Linked DNA regions of Pan troglodytes: region 2 is linked to region 1. A link is a contact called in public Hi-C data. All regions are on one chromosome and are shown on one strand. Each heading gives the region's core, a stretch centred on a gene start, on an enhancer-like site or on the middle of the called end of the contact. The rest is flanking DNA. Distances are from core to core; before and after follow the strand shown. Region 1 overlaps DST (dystonin). Region 2 holds the start of BAG2 (BAG cochaperone 2).

Region 1 (5,046 bases), core at 1,903-4,402:
CTTGTTTAGCATATAATCAAGAAATAAGCATAAAAATGTGTAACCAGTAGCCCTCTGGGGTGCCCTGTCTATGGAATAGCCATTCTTCTATTCCTTTACTTTCTTAATAAACTTACTTTCATTTTACTCTATGGACTCACCCTGAATTCTTTCTTGTGGGAGATCCAAGAACCCTCTCTGGGGGTCTCAATCAGGACTCCTTTCCTGTAACACCACTAGATCTTGTTATTCAACGCATTAATTAAAAAGTACCTATACTGCTGTCAAAAATATTTCTAATAACTTATATTTCAATGTAATTGGTTTCTTTCATAGTTCTGTCTTTTATCCATGTTTGCCTTTTTTTGTTGGTCACAAGCTAGGCTACGTTTCCCAGCCTCCCCTGCAGTTAGATAAGGCCATGTGACTGAGCTCTAGCCAATGAAATGTGTATATATGTAAGCCATTTCTGGACCTAGCATATAAACACTTCCCACAGCCACTTCTCCATGCTCTTCTCCTCTTTTGGCCAGCATGACCTTTGAAGCAACCATGCTTCCAGCAGCCCAAGTCCCTGAATAACTACATGAAAGAGGCCACTCTACCAACCTGTTTACCACACCTGTACCTTTAAATAAACAACAAACAAACAGATTTGTATTTTGTTTGAGCCAATGAGTATATATTTGCTATAGGAGTTTGCACTACCCAGACTCACTGGTTCTCAAACTTTATCAAGCATCAGAACCACCTTGAAGGCTCATTAAAATACAGACTTCTGGGCCACACCCTCGGAGTTTCTGATTCATTAAGTCTGGGATAGGGCTAAGAATCTGCATTCCTAACAAATCCTCCAGTGATGCTGATGCCACCATCATGTGAGTACAGTCTGAGAAACCAAAGGTCCTGCCCCTTACTGTGTGGTGAATGAGTAGTTTTGGTCTTAATAATACTGTATCCCATTGTGCTATATGCAGGGGGACCCTCAGGATTAGAGCAATTTAACTGTTTGTTGTTTTAATAACCCTACATTAAAAGATTGGTCCTGGAAGTCACTTTGTCAGCGGGGAAAAAAAATAATGTATCTAGAAGATACCTTTCTGTTTTCAGAGAGAATGTATTCCCTGGCAAGTAAAGGAAAGTGGGGCAAAATATTACCTTTTTAAAATCTTTTCTAATAACTAGTCATTGTTTGGTATAGAACATTGGTCCCTGGAGGTATGATGACAACAAAAAGTCTGTTTTGGAAAAGTCTAAGGAACTGCACATTTCTTTTTATTTATTATTTTATAGAGATGAGGTCTCGCTCAGTTGCCCAGGCTAGAGAACAGTGGTGTGATCATAGCTCACTGTAGCCTAGAATTCCTGGGCTCAAGTGATCCCCCTTCTTCAGCCTCCTGAGCAGCTGGGAATACCTGTATGCACCTCTACATCCACTTAATATTTTAAAGAGACAAGGTCTCACATGTTGCCCAGGCTGGTCTCAAACTCCTGGCCTCAAGAAATCCTCCCACCTGAGCTTCCCAAAGTGCTGGTATTATAGGCATGAGCCACTGTGCCTAGTTGAATTGTACATTTATTTTATTTTATTTTATTTTATTTATTCATTTTGAGATGGAGTCTCACTCCAGCACCCAGGCTGGAGTACAGTGGCATGCTGTCAGCTCACTGCAACCTCCACCTCCTGGGTTCAAGCAATTCTTCTGCCTCAGCCTCCCAAGTAGCTGGGATTACAGGCATATACCACCACACCTGGCTAATTTTTATATTTTCAGTAGAGACAGGGTTTCACCATGTTGGCCAGGCTAGTCTTGAACTCCTGACCTCAAATGATCCACCCACCTCGGCCTCCCAAAGTGCTGGGATTACAAGCATGAGCCCCTGTGCTCGGCCTGTACATTTATTTTAGATAAACTTTCACAGGTTAGTAATACAGTGTTTATTTCATATTGACTGATATTATATCAACTGCTTATTAGTTCCTGCTGGTAAGAAGCACCGATTTAAACAATCAGAGAGCCTTAATGTTTTCTAAATTGCAAATGAACTACAACTTAGGTGCAGTTTTGTAAATGAAAATATTTTAAAATCTCTTAATAATGTCAAACATTCCCTTCTTAAACAAAAGGCTCCACCCACAGTCCCTGCTGCCTGAGGAAGCATGTTTTGTACTGTAGCCTCACACCCCTCCAGTTATGGTTGCTGGTTCCTGACACTTAGGCTGTGTCTATCAGAGTTTTTCCTTTGAGAGTCTGAGAAAAACTGAGAGCCTGGGCTGCTTAGCATAGAGGCTGCAAGGGAGGAAGGGAAGGAGGAAGGGAGGGAATTAACTCTATAGATCAGTGCTTCTCAAACTTTAATATGTACATGGATCACCTGGAAATCCTATTAAAATGCAGATTCTAATGCAGTGGGTCTGAGTGGGGCCTGAGAGTCTGCTTTTCTAACAGGCTTCCAGGGTATTCTGATGCTGCTGGTCTGCAGACCAAACTTTGAGTAACAAGGACGTAGAAGGATTCATGGAAACTGTGTGCCCCTGGTATAGGCTGAGGCTATCAGGGGCCAGAAATCATAAGTGAAAAGGGCAAAAGGAAAAGAAGCAGCTAGTGGAGTGGAACGGAGTCATTCCTATGGCATCTCGCTACTGCAGGGAGTGAGGCCTTTAATCTGTAACCAACTTCCAGTTCTATCCATGTAAAGCCAGACCCTCGTATGGATCTTTTTCTTTGATTTCCATTAAATTATACATACAACATGCCTTAAAATATAGTATGTCTCTGATTCTGCATCCAAATGAGCCTAAGACACTAAACACAGTCTTGGATGCGGGTGGGGAAAAGACTAAACAAAGACTACGAGGTTGAAGCTACTTGAGATACAGCATCTTCTCCTTTAAAGAGCTTAAAGTGCTTTTTAATTATAAATGTTAGATTAGCCCAAGCAGGGATCATAGTGTACACTCAAAAAAAAACTACATTTTCTTTCCTGGCCGACCTCTGAAATCCACAATGAGGGGTTCCTTTTCTCTCAATACTACATAAGATTTTGTGTAGATCCTATAATTTTTCTGGTCATTCTCAGATAATTAAAAAGTCTCCCAACCACTTCTAGTCACAAAAGCATACCATTCCAATGAGGTCACATCACTCCTTTTGGTTTCCTCCTAGATGGGGTTTAAAGTGACTCCAGGCTCTTTCTCCCAAGACAGCTGTAAGAAATATTCATGTATCCTTTGCCCCAACAAATTCTGGGAGAGCAGGCTGTTTCCAGTGCAGCCCTTTCTGCTCATTCCATCATTAGAACAGTGGTCCAGCCACAGTCTCTGGCCCTTTGGAATTATTATGGAGTCTTGGGGTCGGGCGCAGCACACTGCTAAGACATTCCCCAGTCTCTAATCCTGACCTGTCTAACAGAGTAGCTACTAGCCACATATTTTTATTTAAATTTTAATTAATTAAAATTAAATTAAAATTTCAACTTTTCAAGCATGCTAGCCATATTCTAAGTACTCAATATCATATGTGGCTAGTAGAGACCCTATTGGATAATACAGATAAAACATTTGTGTTCTCACAGAAAGTTCTACTGAACAGCACTTCTTTAACCTCTCACAGATGAAACCTTAGCCTTTATCCATATACCTAAAATCGGTGATGGCTGACTATAACTATCAGCATAGACTAACGGCTACAGCAAGCAACACCAAAACCTCAGGAGCTTAACACAATAAAAGTTTATGCCTCGCTCATGTCACGCATAGATCAGCAAGTGGGGGTGGTGCTCTGCTCCACAGAGTCATTTAGAACACCAGGCACCTTCCATCTATGGCTTTTTAGGTCCTCAATATCCTCTCCACTCTGCTGGATTATGGAAACTAGGGCCAGGATTGTGTGCATGGTTTCAGTACACCAGACCTGTAAATGGCACACATCATTTCTTACATTTCATTAACTAGAACCCATTTACAAGGTCATCACCAAGTTGTAAGGGAAGCTAAAAAATTAGTTATGTGCCAAGAATAAAAGAACACAGACATTGGTGAGCAAAACACAGTCTACCACAGAGCTGGTGGCAAAATCAAATTTATAGCTACCTCCTACATAGGGCTCTACTCCTCTCTCTGGCAATGTGAGCCTTTCTGACTACAACTATTGGGGCCTCAAACAAAACTAAGACAAAAAGAGCTCCATTGACACATCTTATTACATAGCCAAACAGAATCTGAGTCCCATTTATCTAACACTTTTCCAGCATTGTTCAGCTCCTAACTACATTCAACTCTCTTTAATTCTTTACAGCTCCATAAACAATTATTTCTACTTATCAAGCATTTCCTATGTGCCAAATACTATGCATGCATTATCTCACTATTTCTTGTAATATTCCTAGTAGGTAAATACTTTTTCAATGCCCATTTTACAGATAAGGAAATGGACACTTAGAAGTTTGCCTAATACTTTCTAAGTATCTGCTCGAGGACTGAAACTCAGCAACCTGATATGTGCTCTCCACCAAAGGTCAGCAAACTATCACTCTTCGGACAAACTGACCCACCATCTGTTTTTGCAAAGTTTCACTGGAACACAGCCATGTCCATTCATTTACATATTGTCTATGGCTACTTCTCTGCCACAAACACAGAGTTAAGTAGCTGCAACAGAGATCATATGACCTACAAAGTCAAAAATACTGTACTTATTATCTGGCCCTTTACAGAAAAATGTGGCCAACCCCTGCTCTATAGCACCCTGTAGGGCCTTGAGCACTCTGTTTCTAACACAGACTGAAAAATAATTTTGACTTGATGTTTTGGTCTGCTAATCTGTACTCTCAGTCAACAACCTAGTCTATGAAATATAAGGTCAGCCTAATTTCTCTCTGGCAGCCATGTCTACTCCATCTGTTTGTAGTTTCTAGGCAGATCAAACAGCATCTGTTATGTTATTTCATCAAACACATAGATGATGCAGTTGGATTATTTTTCTAATCTGATGATTTTTTTTATATTTAGACTGCAACTACCAGGCAAAAGTCTGCACAAATTTTATCAACCCTACTGCAATCCTT
Region 2 (5,858 bases), core at 2,962-5,461, 260 kb after region 1:
TGTTTAAAGTCTTATATGTATCACCTCAAGTCTTTTAGCAAATAAGTGATACAGATTTTTTTTTAAATGTTGAAACAAGTGATTACCTGTCAGTGATTTTAAAAGTTTGTTGACTTTCTACATTCCTAAGTGGAATTAACTTGCAGGTTCTACGTTCATATATAAAATTCAATTCAAGATCATGTCTAGATTTTCATATTTCAAAATACTCAATTTTTTAGTCGAGAAACTGCCAAGTTATCCTGTGTTTTTCCATTTTGATTTTACTTTCCTTCTTGAAAAGAATACAGTCGATGAAACTTAAATAAATACAGCACATGTTGAGTTTTCTGCCCTAAGTGTTAAAATTCTATGTTTTTTAATGCAGATGTGGAATTAGAAGAAGCTATTAGAAGAAGTCTTGAGGAAATGTAATTAAAGATATTACCACACAACATCAAGTGGCCTTGAAGAGACTCAGATAATGAATTCTTGAGTTTGTTTTCTAAAGGAGACCAGAAATCCACTATTACAAATGTATTTGAAAACATGTTTTTGCTTTCATATGTTCAAAATCTGATCTTTGTTTTGTATTTTTGTGCTAATGTGCAAACATGTACAGAAGAAATAGAATACATGTTCATGCAAATATAAATTATGTATTCTAATATAGGTGTAACAGTTTCCCAGTTAACTTTGAATTTATATATTTAGATTTAAAGGGTTAAAAAAAAGGAAAGCTCTTGACAGTTGTTTCCCAAATAGCATTAGTTCTTTAATTTTATTTGTACTGTACAAATGATGCTAGTTTATTTTTTTAGGAGTGAAAATGAATATAAAAAAGGTGACATAGGTCAAGTTTTCCATAAATTCTACTTCTCATGTGGCACTATTATATAATACCTTTGAGATCTTTGTTTATGTTTATTAGAAGAGGGTAATGGAAACTGAGCATGGAAACATTTAAAATTTTATCAGCAATGTTCTTTGTGGGTGCCATGCATATGTAAATTATTGCTTTAATTAGAGCAGCACATTGCTAAAATAAAAAATACACCTTAATTTTTGAGAAATAATTTAAATGAAACAATTTCCATTCCTTTTACCTGCTTAGACTTTTATGTGACTTGTATGGTCTCCTGGTTAAAGGGAATGGTGTCAGAATATTTGCATAAAATTATTTTTCATAACAGTCCTTTTTTATATATTTGTGTAAACATAATATTCTTCAAGAAATAATGTTGAAAGCCTACTCAGGAATAATCTTCCTTAACTCTTTAAATTTTTATTTCATGTGAAGTGTTTTCAGTTTAGTTATTCACTGAATTGTCAGTTTCCTTCATTTGGTATTACATATTTAATTCTTAAATATTGAGGCCCCATTGTGAGTAATAAAAAATACGACATAAGTAGAAGACTAAGAAGGGCTTGTCATATTATCTTTGTGTATATGCTTCATGTTATTTAACCAGAAATGTCTTATCTCTAAAAATTTTTAGTAGTAATTATTTACCAAACTTAAAAACATTTCTATAAATATAAAGCTTTTCTTTATATTTAAGACAAAATATAAAGGCTAGAATTTTGTTCCTTCTCTGTAACACTAAATATTTTAGTGTGAAATTGAATTTTTTTATTACTATAGTCTTTTCAATCTATAATTTGTGTTTTTAATTTCTTGATATGTCACTTCTGTTCCTCCCTGCTTGCATTTTTTAAAAACTAGACATTGTGGCTTGAGAATTTATCAATCATCTTTCCAAAATGACCACATTGTGCTTTTAGTTTGTATGTTTAAGTGGTCAAGCAAGGCTCTAGGAGGTAGTCACTGAGCTGGACCTTAAACACATCTGCAGGAGCTCACAAAATAGGAGCAAAAGAGGCATTCCAGAAAGAAGAGTAGTTAAGCAGATGTGGGGGCAGGGCAAGAGGAGACAGCACCTTGTTGCCAGAGATTCTACACAAAGGTGTGATGGACACTGATGCTCTATTAAGAAGCTTTTGTGGTGTGTGTGGTAGAGAATAATTAAGGCTTCTGATAAGACAGGAAAGGGATATTTCATCATGACTGTTAAGAAAAGGTAACTGGGTTGTTTAATGTTTTAATTGATAATTGTCACTGATTGTATTTCTACTTGTTAAATAATTAAAAATCATCTTAAAATTCATACTTTGACTTTAATTTAGACACAAGGAGATGTAATCGCTGTGTAACATCAGAGGAAGTTATATGGATTATCGTCAGAAGTAAATGTTTCTAACATTGACAAAGATGCTTATCTTTTCATTACATCATTCACTCATTAATTCATTCAATCACAAAATATTGAGTACTCACCATGTGCCAGCAACTGTTCTAAGCACTTGGAATATACCAGTAAGCAAAACAAAGCCCTTACCCCTCTGTGGAGCACATATTGGTGGAGAGGAGGGGATTGTACAATGTTAGTAAGCAAGTCAATAAAACTGCATATCTGATGGTGATACGTGTAACGACGGAAAATAAAGAAGGGAAGGGAATAAATAGTGCAGGGACAGGGAGTTGGGGGGAGGCTTGCTATTTTTAATAGGGTTGTCAGAAAAGATATCACTGATAGGTAAACTTGAGCAAAGACCTGAAGAAGGTGAGGGAATGAGGATGAAAATACATATCGGGAAGAGAGTTCCAGGTGGAGGAGGTGAAGGTCCAGACAGGAGCTTAGTATATTCAAGGAAAAGCAAGAAGGCTAGTATGGCTGACAGGATGAGCTAGGAGAGTAATAGGAAATGAACTTACTGAGGTTTTTCTAATGACCTGGGCTTTTACTTTGAGGTGAGGAGCCAGTGAAGGTTTCTGAGAATAAATGGTATGATCTGCCTTATTTAGGATTGCTGTAGTTGCTGCACTGAGATAACATGTACATGAGAGGCAAGAGTAGAAGCAGGGAGACCAGAGAGGAAGGTATTGTAGTATTCCAGGTGCAAACTTACCAGGTAGCTTGAACCAGAATGGTGGCGGTAGAATTGGGAAGAATCTGGATATATTCTGAAGGCAAAATTGATGGGGTTTACTAATGGGGTGGATCTAGGATAAGAGAGAAAAAGAGTTCAGGATGATTCTAAAGTCACTTGATAGACTTTCAAACCACTCACAAAATGTGTTTTGTTTTCGTTTGTGTCATGATAAAGTTATTTTTAATAAGGTCAAATAATCCCCTACCCCAAGAGTTAATTAGGATTTAAAATGAGTTCAGAGGGAATTGGGATCCAGCCTTAAGGGCTTCAACTCTGTTCAAGTATTTAAATGGCTTTGATCTCTGATTAAAGGTGGTGGCTCAGCTTTAAACTATTATTATCTATCATTTTCTGTGCCCTGTACATTGTCATCCTTGCAATGAGAGGCATAGAGCTATCAGGAGAGGGGACTAAAGCCTAACTTTTTAAGTAGACTAATCTTTGTATCCTCAGCTCTATTCCGTCTTTTACCGACAGCTGGTGCCTGACCTAGAGGCCTACTGCATCTTTTTTGTTAACAGAGGATTTTTAAAAGTTGAGGACTTTTTAATGCCAATTATTTCACTCAGAATATTTATTTATTTATTTATTTTTTTGAGACAAGGTCTCGCTCTATCGCCCAGGCTGGAGTGCAGTGGCGAGATCTCGGCTCGCTCAACAGGAATAATTTTAATAGCAAAAATTTAAAACCCCTTCATTAAGCCAGGCGTGAGGACCGCTTGAACCCGGGAGGTCGAGGCTGCAGTAAGTCGTGATCGCGCCACTACACTCCAACGTGGGCGACAGTTAGACCCTATCTCAAAAACAAAAGAAAATTAGAATGGTAAAAATGAAGTAAATTCACTTTGCTTCCCACATCTAGCTAGACAGGGAAAGATGGAGTAGCTTTTTCTTTTTTACTTCATAGCTTCAGTGTTGTCCGGGCTTTCATTACTCTCATCTCAGTATAAAGTGGTAACAGGAAGGTCAGGTGAGTGTGGGCTGCCTAGGAGCTGTACTTACTGCCTTCTGTTTCACAAAAGGACGTTTTCTCCCCATAATGTCGTTGTTCTTGCTTTGAATTATGGGTGCTGGGAGAAACTAAACGAAGCCGTCACTGAGCAATACACCCACAGCCCGTCGACCGATAGGAACCTTCGCGTGGGGGGAGTTGGTTACTTTTAGGTTGCATGAAGAGGCGGGGCCTCGCGGGGCGGAGCTGGGGGTGGTCTGTGGGTCCGCGCGGGCTTCGGGTAGTTCCTGGGTCCGGGGAGCAGTAGGTCCGCTGGCCACATTAGGCGCTCGGTCTCTGCGTCCGCCCCTCCCGTGCCTCAGAGACTTGCGCTCCCCAGGCCCGAGCCCCTGTCGGCCCATCCTCGAGCCCGTGTGGCTCGCGAACCTCTAACTCCAGCCGCTGCAGCCCCCTCCCAGGCCCGGCGTCCCCGAGCCCCGCGGGCGCCGCGCCTGCCCTTCTTTGGCTACGCTGCAGCCGCGGTGTCGGCGAGTCCTCCCGGGTTGCCCGCGCGGGCGTCAGAGGGAGGGCGGGCGCCCGCGTGGTGACGGCGGCGCCTGCAGCCCAAGGAGCGCTCCACTCGCTGCCGCCGGAGGGGCCGGTGACCTCTTGGCTACCCCGCGTCGGAGGCTTAGATGGCTCAGGCGAAGATCAACGCTAAAGCCAACGAGGGGCGCTTCTGCCGCTCCTCCTCCATGGCTGACCGCTCCAGCCGCCTGCTGGAGAGCCTGGACCAGCTGGAGCTCAGGTGAGCTCCGGGCGGGCGGTCTCGGGCGTTCTGCTCGCCGCGCGGGCGGTTCGCGGGCGGTTAGCGGACGGAGGCCGCGTGTGGCGGGCCGGGGCCTGGGGCACAGTGAGGCTGCGGCAACCGAAGTTGCTTGTTGAGATTTGTTGTGGATGGACGTGGTGTAGTTTTGTTTGTTTCTTGGATTATCTCCCCTAGTCCGAGAGAAAACGCATTCGATTTAAGCTAAACCTGTGAGGGCGTTATCGGTGGCCACACTTTGATTAATTTACCTAGGTGTTAGGGAGCGGAAAAAAATCGGAGGAGATAAAAGTTACGGTGAGATTCCATGCGATTAAGGACTGTGGCAGCTTGGGTCTGCAGAACTTCTAGAACCTTCTGTGTGGCCCCAAACGTTTTAACTTACTCTTCTCCCGTTATGGATTTTTTAAGGGAGGCAGCAGTTTACAGTGGCCCTCCACGTGAAGTTAAGTTTCCTTGCTTCAGAACAAAAATGAATAAAACAAAACCAACCCAGCAATCCATTGAGAGCAAAGATTAGACAGGAGTGAGGGGTAGGCAGTAAGTTACCGGGTGCTTCGTGCAGCAGAGACGTTGCCGCTTCTGTTTCTCCCCTCACCTCGCGGACGGGAGTCAGCGGTTCCCTTAGTCTCTCGGTATTTATTGGGCACCTCCCTACATAGAAGACTAAGTGCTAGTCACTGGCCTGAAAGCATGAAAAGATAGTTTTCCCCTTTTCTTGCTTAAGATTTTATTTGGTAATACAGTAGTAGACTTGTATAGAATTTCTAAACAATTTAATGTTAATAGATTTTTGGAAAGACTTTAACGGTGTATTGAAAAGTTTTATCTACTTCCTGTGAACGTTTGTCTCAAGTTACTGTGTAAATTTTGTGAGCACGTGTAGTTAAAAGAAAATCTTGTTAGGCACCTGCAATTCCGTGAAACTGTACACAGGAGTTGGTTACATAGTTTTCTCTAGGTTGTGCATGAGCAAAGAAGCATGTGAGCCAAAAAGTTTAGGAAACACTGCATGTGTGTCTTTATCTTCCTACATTAATACACCCAAACATGAAGTATCTGTTTGCTGAGAAAATACTTCAATAACCACGGTATCTCTTAACAAGTGAAGCATTATTATTGTTACTA

The links. A called contact is a pair of places that touch in the nucleus more often than the background predicts.
Region 2: a contact with region 1 is called in a Hi-C map of stem cell-derived neural progenitor cells, with 2.6 times the contacts expected there. The contact joins the promoter of BAG2 here to the enhancer-like site in region 1. A contact is called at or near these places in 1 of 7 Hi-C or Micro-C datasets (stem cell-derived neural progenitor cells) and 1 of 1 datasets of contacts at active chromatin or transcription factors (stem cell-derived excitatory neurons).

Annotation. Positions count from the first base shown.
Region 1 is chr5:62,775,944-62,780,989 of NHGRI_mPanTro3-v2.0_pri, forward strand. The region is part of intron 2 of DST (dystonin); the gene reads right to left. Among named protein-coding and RNA genes, the nearest start is that of DST, 43 kb to the right of the region's middle. Within about 2 kb of position 3,153, at least 4 of the 24 cell types and tissues checked have an H3K27ac peak or open chromatin away from gene starts, as enhancers often do. A contact at or near this core is called in stem cell-derived neural progenitor cells, where this site is marked.
Region 2 is chr5:63,034,360-63,040,217 of NHGRI_mPanTro3-v2.0_pri, forward strand. It overlaps BAG2 (BAG cochaperone 2), which reads left to right and starts at 4,212. Exons shown (of 4, transcript XM_063812495.1): 1 at 4,212-4,712. It overlaps LOC107975177 (a long non-coding RNA gene), which reads right to left and starts at 4,066. Exons shown (of 3, transcript XR_010157727.1): 1 at 3,976-4,066; 2 at 2,950-3,043. ZNF451 (zinc finger protein 451) reads left to right here. Exons shown (of 15, transcript XM_063812488.1): 15 at 368-2,147. The coding sequence ends at 414.